Regions from separate parts of the Zea mays genome. Here region 2 is linked to region 1. A link is a contact called in public Hi-C data. All regions are on one chromosome and are shown on one strand. Each heading gives the region's core, a stretch centred on a gene start, on an enhancer-like site or on the middle of the called end of the contact. The rest is flanking DNA. Distances are from core to core; before and after follow the strand shown.

What was found. A called contact is a pair of places that touch in the nucleus more often than the background predicts.
Region 2: a Hi-C map of leaf shows a contact between it and region 1, with 6 times the contacts expected there. The contact joins the promoter of LOC100384291 here to the promoter of LOC100383666 in region 1. A contact is called at or near these places in 4 of 25 Hi-C or Micro-C datasets (ear, leaf and tassel).

The regions. Positions count from the first base shown.
Region 1 is chr8:179,245,488-179,249,385 of Zm-B73-REFERENCE-NAM-5.0, reverse strand. LOC100383666 (dyggve-melchior-clausen syndrome protein) reads right to left here and starts at 2,028. Exons shown (of 18, transcript NM_001176309.1): 1 at 1,626-2,028; 2 at 458-697; 3 at 248-311; 4 at 25-154. The coding sequence starts at 1,851.
Region 2 is chr8:179,455,139-179,459,018 of Zm-B73-REFERENCE-NAM-5.0, reverse strand. It overlaps LOC100384291 (DExH-box ATP-dependent RNA helicase DExH6), which reads left to right and starts at 2,522. Exons shown (of 15, transcript XM_008657096.3): 1 at 2,522-2,976. The coding sequence starts at 2,619.

The sequences.
Region 1 (3,898 bases), core at 779-3,278:
TGCACAGCTAGTTTCAGCTTTAACCTGAAGCATAGCTGCATCAATGAAAGGATGCACATCCTTTGGCTCTGGAGATGGTCCAGAACACAACTGAGTTGACATAAGAACTAGCATCAAGTTCAGGAGTTCATGATGTAGGTAGCATAACTCCGGACTTAATACAGTACAAATAGCAGTTAGATCAAATATAAATAAACCATACATGGAAACAGGAAACATTAATATATACAAGTGATGAATAAGATACCTTACATCCACACTACCAATATAGTCCAGCACACCTCTCATCAGAAAATACTCCACCGTGTTTTCTTCAAGGATCAAGGGAACATCAAAGATCATAAGAATTTTGGCCAATTCACTCGTATAGCAATATAGATATTACAGTTTACAGAAGAAACACGCTTTGCAATAGACCAGAGACAGAGAATCTTAGTGGATGTGGATAATCGATTACCTGCTGGAATTTTTTCCAACCCCTTCTCACTCCTGTCAATGTCAAGGCATAGCTCTTGCCAACTGTCAGTTTTTGCATTTTCAATGATGAACTTGAGAAATATGGATGATATGTATGCCGCGTTGATTGCCCTCTGATATACGACAGAAGATACAGAAGTTGTTGAGGTGCACTCTTGCAAGCAACAAACCAAATGGATCAAAATCTTTGCAAGATGCTTTGTTTTGTAGTTATTCTCGGCTGCAAATGCACATAATGAAGACCCATAAGCATAAATAACTACGAGTTAAATATATTTGAAAATCTAATCATGTAAATGTTAAAGCAGACAGAATCTTCAGAGCATTAAGCTAACTAAATTGGGAGAATGAAACAGTGTATCGTCATTGCATTGGCACATCAGCAATGTCACTAATTACTGGGAACATGAAGTACAATAGCTGGTCCCAGGTGGTTCAAGGCACAAGCATTTGACAGTTGACACCATGAACTCTAAAACCAACCACCAATTATACAGTAAATCACAGTGTTTCCATCAAATATCCAAATTGGAGCTAGCACCTAATGTTCACGTTTGATCATCACTTCCCTTCTGCTCAAGCGGTCATCATACCAAAAACGGGGGATGCACAGTGTACTCGCTGAACTAGTTCAAGTAAAAACAAAACAGGTCAGCCAGGCGCACGGAAACTCAGAAATTACCAACCCGATCAAAACATGCCAATATGCCAGAAATTGCAACAAAATCAAGGCCAGTCAGGCTAGACTCGTAGTAATTGGGAACATGCCTCGCGAATTATGAACAAGCCCGCATGCATCACCAGAACGGCGACTAAGCGCCGCAGGATCCCATCATAATAAACACAAAAACCTCAAAATCCGCAGAAATCGACACCTAAAAAACTCCCAACGACACAATCACCATAGCAAACATGTCGTAAACACACTGACCAATCTAGCAGTTCGCCTCAGAGGCCTGAACCCACCGCGCGGCGCAGGCCACGATCCCCGTACACGCAAAACATATGATCATGATCCGCATTGCCCCACGGATCAAAACACTCGAAGGAAGCGGGACTAAAATCGTCTGACGCGACAGCACAAGGAAGCAATTAGCACAGCCGCGATTCCTCACGTGGGGCGTGGATCTCGAGGAGGCCACACTCACCAAAGGCGTGGCACGCCTGCAGCACGCGGTCGCGCGGCCACTGCAGGGTGAGGGGCAGCTCGAGCAGCTGGTTCCAGAACTCGGAGGAGATTGGGTAGGCCTTTTCGCCGACCAGCGCCGCGAACATCTGCTCCGCCGCGCTGGGCGACGGTGGCGCGCCTGCCGCGCCCAACCTCGGCGTCAACGGTGCCACGTCCAACGTCGGCGTCGACGGCGCCGCGCCCATTGGATCTGAGCCTCCCGAGTAGGAGAAGCGGGGCCCTAGGATTTGAGGTGAGCGAGGATTGGGCGAGACGAAGAAATGGCCGGCCAAGTAGAGTCGAGACCAAGCGAAGGTTTTAAACGGGAGAAAGGGAGCGTGGAGACTTCTGGCGGAAGGGAAGGGAAGGGAAGGGAAACGAAGGACGACTGGACGAGCAGCCGAGGTCGGGGCGTCGGGCGCGACGTGCGAGCGGAGCGACTAGCCGGTGCGTTGGGTTTGGGGAGGTTTTGATCGGACTACGAAATGGCGAAACTAGCCAGTTCCGGGTCCAGAATCCAGGGGCGCCTCTGGGGAGGTTGTAGATCCAGACCGGGGGCCGAGATGGTCTTTTCGGTGGAGGCCTCGAGGTGGTGTCGTTGTTGCAGTGCAGGATTGCCTGCCGTGTTCCTTCCGTCGGTGGACGCTAGTTTGGTGGCGGAGCATTGGGGAGTCTGGACTCTTGGGACGAGGCCCCGAGGGAATGGATGGGGTGGGCGGGTAGCACTTATTGGAGTCAGGGCGCGTCGTGACGAGGATGGTCGCTTCGGCCGTGTGGCACTTTGCTGGGTTCGAGGGTTTGGGCGCTCTCCACCGCCATTTTGGCCGTGCATCCTCGCGTGTCTGACTTAGTGACTTGTTCTGTTTTGTTTAGTTCTTTTTCTCTTTTGTCTTTTTGGATGAGTTTCTTTTGCCTTTATTTTGTTGGAAAACTGGCAATTAGCAGGTTAAACGACGCTTCTCTCCCGTTAAATTTATTGTGCATTTGGTTCCTGAAACCACTTCATAGTTGGTGCACCATGAATTTTGATACAACCATTATATTCCTCCTACATTAATTATTAGCGTGTGAAGGATAAGATAGTGATGGATTAAAAGCCATTCTATTCTATAACCAAAAATAAAAAAAATTAAAGAGTTGAAAGAAGATAGATCATCTTATTTCTCAAAACCAAACACACTCTTAAGTTAGAGCATTCTAAATCAAAACGCTCAAATGAGAGAGACCTCTATAGTGTTTTCTCTACTTTTAATTTAAGAGCTCAGGTTTCTCGAATCTTTTATAGCAGATACTAGCATATAAACAAGTTGTTCATTAACTTTAATCCAAACGTACTGTTTTGAAGCAAACAGCCTAAAAACCCAATTTACATTCGGCCACACATACCATCGTCATAAAGGTGTAGGAGATCACAGTTGACCGAGGTGCAGGAGGTAAGAGGCGGAGCATTGGATTGCGACGTGACGACTACCATCAATTTCGTTTTATTTTTATAGTTTTCTACAATAATTCAACTTGTGCCATATGTTCATCCGTGCACTCCTATCTATTATCAGTGCCGATCCCGGACTTCTCGGACCATAAGGCCCATCTTATACGCACAAATAATACCAATAGTGTAAGATTACTCTATTTGTATATATAATGAGCGTATAGTGTGTATGGTTAAAAGAACAAGTGCTATATGAACTTTTTATTTATTTATTATTTATTATTTGGTTAGTGAAATTGAATGGATTGCTCCGATATTACCTCATTAACAATTACTGGCTTAAGAAATATAGTTTTCTATCAAAATTCATATGATAAACCCATGATAAATCAACTCATTTAGAATAAAGTTGCTTTTTTTAAACTAAAAACACCACGGCAGCTGAGATGGCGATAGAAGACACCTCGCGGGAGCATAAATAACTTATTAAGTTTATAATTTTAATAGATCATATTGAGTTTTTATTGATAAATTTATATATAATATTAACAAGGGCGTCTATTTTAAATTTTGTACCGGGCATCTAAAATCTCAGGAACTTCATTGTCTAGGGGTGATAATGAACTTTAAATTTTACGCTATAAAATTTAAATATCGAAACGAATTAGAATCAATCTCTCATCCTATTTAATTTTGAACTAAAATTAACTAAAGGCTCAAAAATAATATGAAGAAACGTTTGGATCGAGATCCATTACCACACTTACCATTGTCTTTTACCCCCTCTGTCCTAAATTAAAATTTTGTTTTAGATAATTAAT
Region 2 (3,880 bases), core at 1,273-3,772, 210 kb before region 1:
TGGAGGCGCACCGGACTGTCCGATGCGCCCATCGACAACACCCTGCCCAACTGATGATTTGGTGGTTGAGGGCTATAAATACCCCAACCACCTCCACTCCAACCATCCAAGCATTCACAACAGTGCATTCAATACAAGAGCAATACAGTTCACTCCAAAGACACAATTCAAGTGAGTGATCCGCTCAAAGTCTCAAATTCAACTCTAGCGCATTAGGACTTGTGAGAGGATTCTTTGTGTTCCTTGTTGCTCTTGTTTGCTTGGCTTGGCTTTCTTTTCTTTCTCACTTCTTACTCTCAAGCTTTGTAAGCGAGGCAAGAGACACTAATTGTGTGGTGATCCTTGCGGGCTCTAAGTGACCCGTGAGATTAAGGAAGAAGTCTCACTCGGTCTAAGTGACCATTTGAGAGAGAGAAAGGGTTGAAAGAGACCCGATCTTTGTGACCACCTCAACGGGGTCTAGGTTCTTTGGAACCGAACCTCGGTAAAACAAATCGCCGTGTCACCCGCTTTATTTTCTTGGTTGATTTATTTTCCCCTCTCTCCCGAACTTGATATTCGCTCTAACGCTAACCCCGACTTGTAGCTTGTGTTTAAAGTTGTAAATTTCAGTTTCCGCCTATCCACCCCCCTCTAGGCGACTTTCAATTGGTATTAGAGTCCGGTACTTCATTAGAGTCTAACCACTCGAAGTATGGGTGAGTCATTTATATATTACCTTGTTGTTAAGCTTATAACAATTTTGTGTATATGTATGGGTGAGTGATGAATCTAGTGATGATGGTGATTTTTTCGATCTTGTTCTAAAGTGTGGCAGACATGCTGAAACTTATGTTGACATGTACATGGATAAGGCCCCACCAAGGACTTCACGACTTAGTGGAATGGGGTGGCTTACAGATACAATGAACACTCTAGGTGAATGTCACACGATGTTGCATATGGACAAGGATATTTTAATTGATCTTGATGATGTGTTGGCAGAGAGTTACAAAGTGAAACCATCCAAACACATGAACACTTATGAAATGCTTGCAACCTTTCTATTTGTATGTGGTGGTTATGAGTCCAATATAAAATGCTAGAACAAGTTTAAGCACTCGGGGTGAAACCATTAGTATAAAATTTCACGAATTTCTAGAATGTACGATTGTAATGCCTGAGGATTACTTGAGTCCAATAGATCCTAATTTTCGCACATTGCACAAAAGGATTCAGAACGATGAAAGAGTTTATCCACACTTTAAGGACCACATAAGTGTTCCTGGTGGAACTCATATTCGTGTCACTCTTTCTCCTAAAGAGCAAGTGAGATATATCAGTAAGACAATAATGGTAACTCAATATGCAATCGGTTTATGTGTTTGCGGGTCAACCAAGTGCAATGCACGACACGTATATTGTACCATGCATTAGAAGCGGATGCATATATATTCACACATCCTCCTCCAAGCACATTTTTTCTAATATCATGGATGCTATTATTCTTTCTACTACCATGCATGCATTTACTATTATCATTATTATTTGTAATATGTATGTAGGGAAGTACTATGTTGTGGATGCAGGTTATCTTAACCGACCTGGTTACCTATCTTTGTACAAGGATGAAAGGTATCACTCACTAGAGTGGCACCCATGTATGGAACCAAATACTTCAAAAGAGAAGTTCAAGTGAGTTCACTCATATATTCGAAATCTCATAGAGCGCTTGTTTGTGGTATTAGAGATGAAATGGTAGATCTTCTATAAGATGCCATGGTTTTCTATGCAGACACAAAACAAGATAGTTGTTGCTACCATGGTTCTTCACAATTTCATACGCAAGCATGCATGTGAAGACGAATAATTCGCTAATTTTGATCAAGATCCAAACTTTGTTCCTACTATCTTAGAAAGGTACAACAAATATGCAGTGTCTCAGGCTCGCAACATGCCTCTGATGGATCAACATTGGAATAAAGTTTATTACCATGAATGCGTTCGTGATACTCTGTCTACTTTTGTTGCCTTAGCGTGAAACTAGATACAAATTAATATTATGTCGTAATATGAAATATTTGGTTGTAGACAATGGACATGTTATATTTTTTTAGCATATTCATCGGTCATTTTATTTATATGCACGGCGAAATTATTTTTACATAAATTGTTTGAATCAGAAATGAACAAAGGGCAAGAATGTCAAAGTAGCCATAAAACCTATGAGTTGCAAATATATATTATTTATAAGTAGCCAACATGGTCTAACTCTAAAGTTGCAAAATCCATAGAATTTTAATAGTTGTAGTACAATTTTTTGGTGTGCCTGAAATCCTTAAAAAGTACTTTAGATATGGAGTTGAAGATATTTATCTGTCATTATCACTGGTTATGAGTTTACTACAAACAAAACAATATATATTTTAGATAAGACTGTTTTATACTCTAAAATTTTGGAGCACAGCTCCTTCGAGATATGCCAAACACCCCTGGACACCCCCTTTCACGATCTGTGCTGCTCTTGGGCCGCACAACGGCACAAAGTTAAGCCTGGAACTCGCGAGCTTGGGCGTGGGCCGCTTCCGCGTGGTTCCAGTTCCAGGACCTCAGTCCTCAGCCAGCCCCCATCGACCACCATGGTCCACCTGTCTGGTGTGCCCGTTCGTCCAAACCCGCTGCGCTACCCGCTCGCCGTCTCGACTAGCTCTAGGTTTTCATTCGGCGCACCGGAACAGCGCACCATCAAGAGAGCGACCGCCGCACAGGCGCGACACCGCCGCCCGCCGGTACAGCCAAACCGAGCTCGCCGCATCGAAGGGGCTTCCCGACCGCCGAGCGTGCTTCTAGACGACGACAACGAGCACGAGGAACTGATGGGGCGGAAGGGGCGGAAGGGGAAGGGCGCAGCGGCCGGGGGGAGCGCCGGCATGAAGGAGGCGACGCTGGTGCGCGTCTCAAAGGCGCTCGAGGACTTCCGCGCCTCCAACGCCGAGGGTTCGCACCATTCGCCTCCCTTTATTTTGGCTCCTGTTTTTGAACTTCGGAGCGGCAAATTTGGTGCGTTCGAACGAGTGTAGCAGTAGTGTTGATGCGCCGCTCAGTGGACTTTGCGCCTGGGGCTAGAGTTTGAGCGTATCCCTTCCAATTCTTGCCCCATTTGGTCCTTGTGCTTTTCTGTTCTTTTTTTCCAACTCCATTAGAACAGTGTATTTTTTGTCCTGTGATCCTGTCGTCCTTAGTCCTGAGTGCATTTGCATTACAACCTGCTTTGTGGTTTGCTTTGATGTTTCTGTTGTGTACTGATCACAATAGTGCTGCTGTTTCTCATCCACATTGTGCTTTTATCAACATGTCTGTTCACACTTGCAGTTACATATAATTTGCACATCGGCTCTCTGATGCTAATATTGTCACACAAAGTTTGAACGTTTTCTTAGGTTTGACATGTGCTAAGTGGTGCATTCAGTGTTTGTAATGTAGCTTTCCAGTGATATATTTTGGAATTGGCCAATCTTAGGTTATAGAATGCAATCGTCTTTCCACAAACTTATAACTGTTTTCCATTGGGTTGCATCTTGCAATTTTAGACATGATTGTTGTGAGATAGCTGTACGCCTCCTAGATAATATAGTAAAATTGCCTTGCAAAAGTCTTTGCATGTTTTCATGGCTGTATATTAGTGGGAGTACCAGCACATTGAGCACAAGCACAGACCCAATTAATTGTTTGATATAATTTATTGATGGTAGAATTCTAGTTACGCGCATAAGGGTCAGTGTAGCAGTAGATCTTCTTATTTTGATGGCATTTTTTTTTCTCGTATATTGGCTGGCCCTACTTCAGTTTAAGCCTCACCCATCTATATTATGTAGTAATGCATTGAGATTATTGCTCTCTT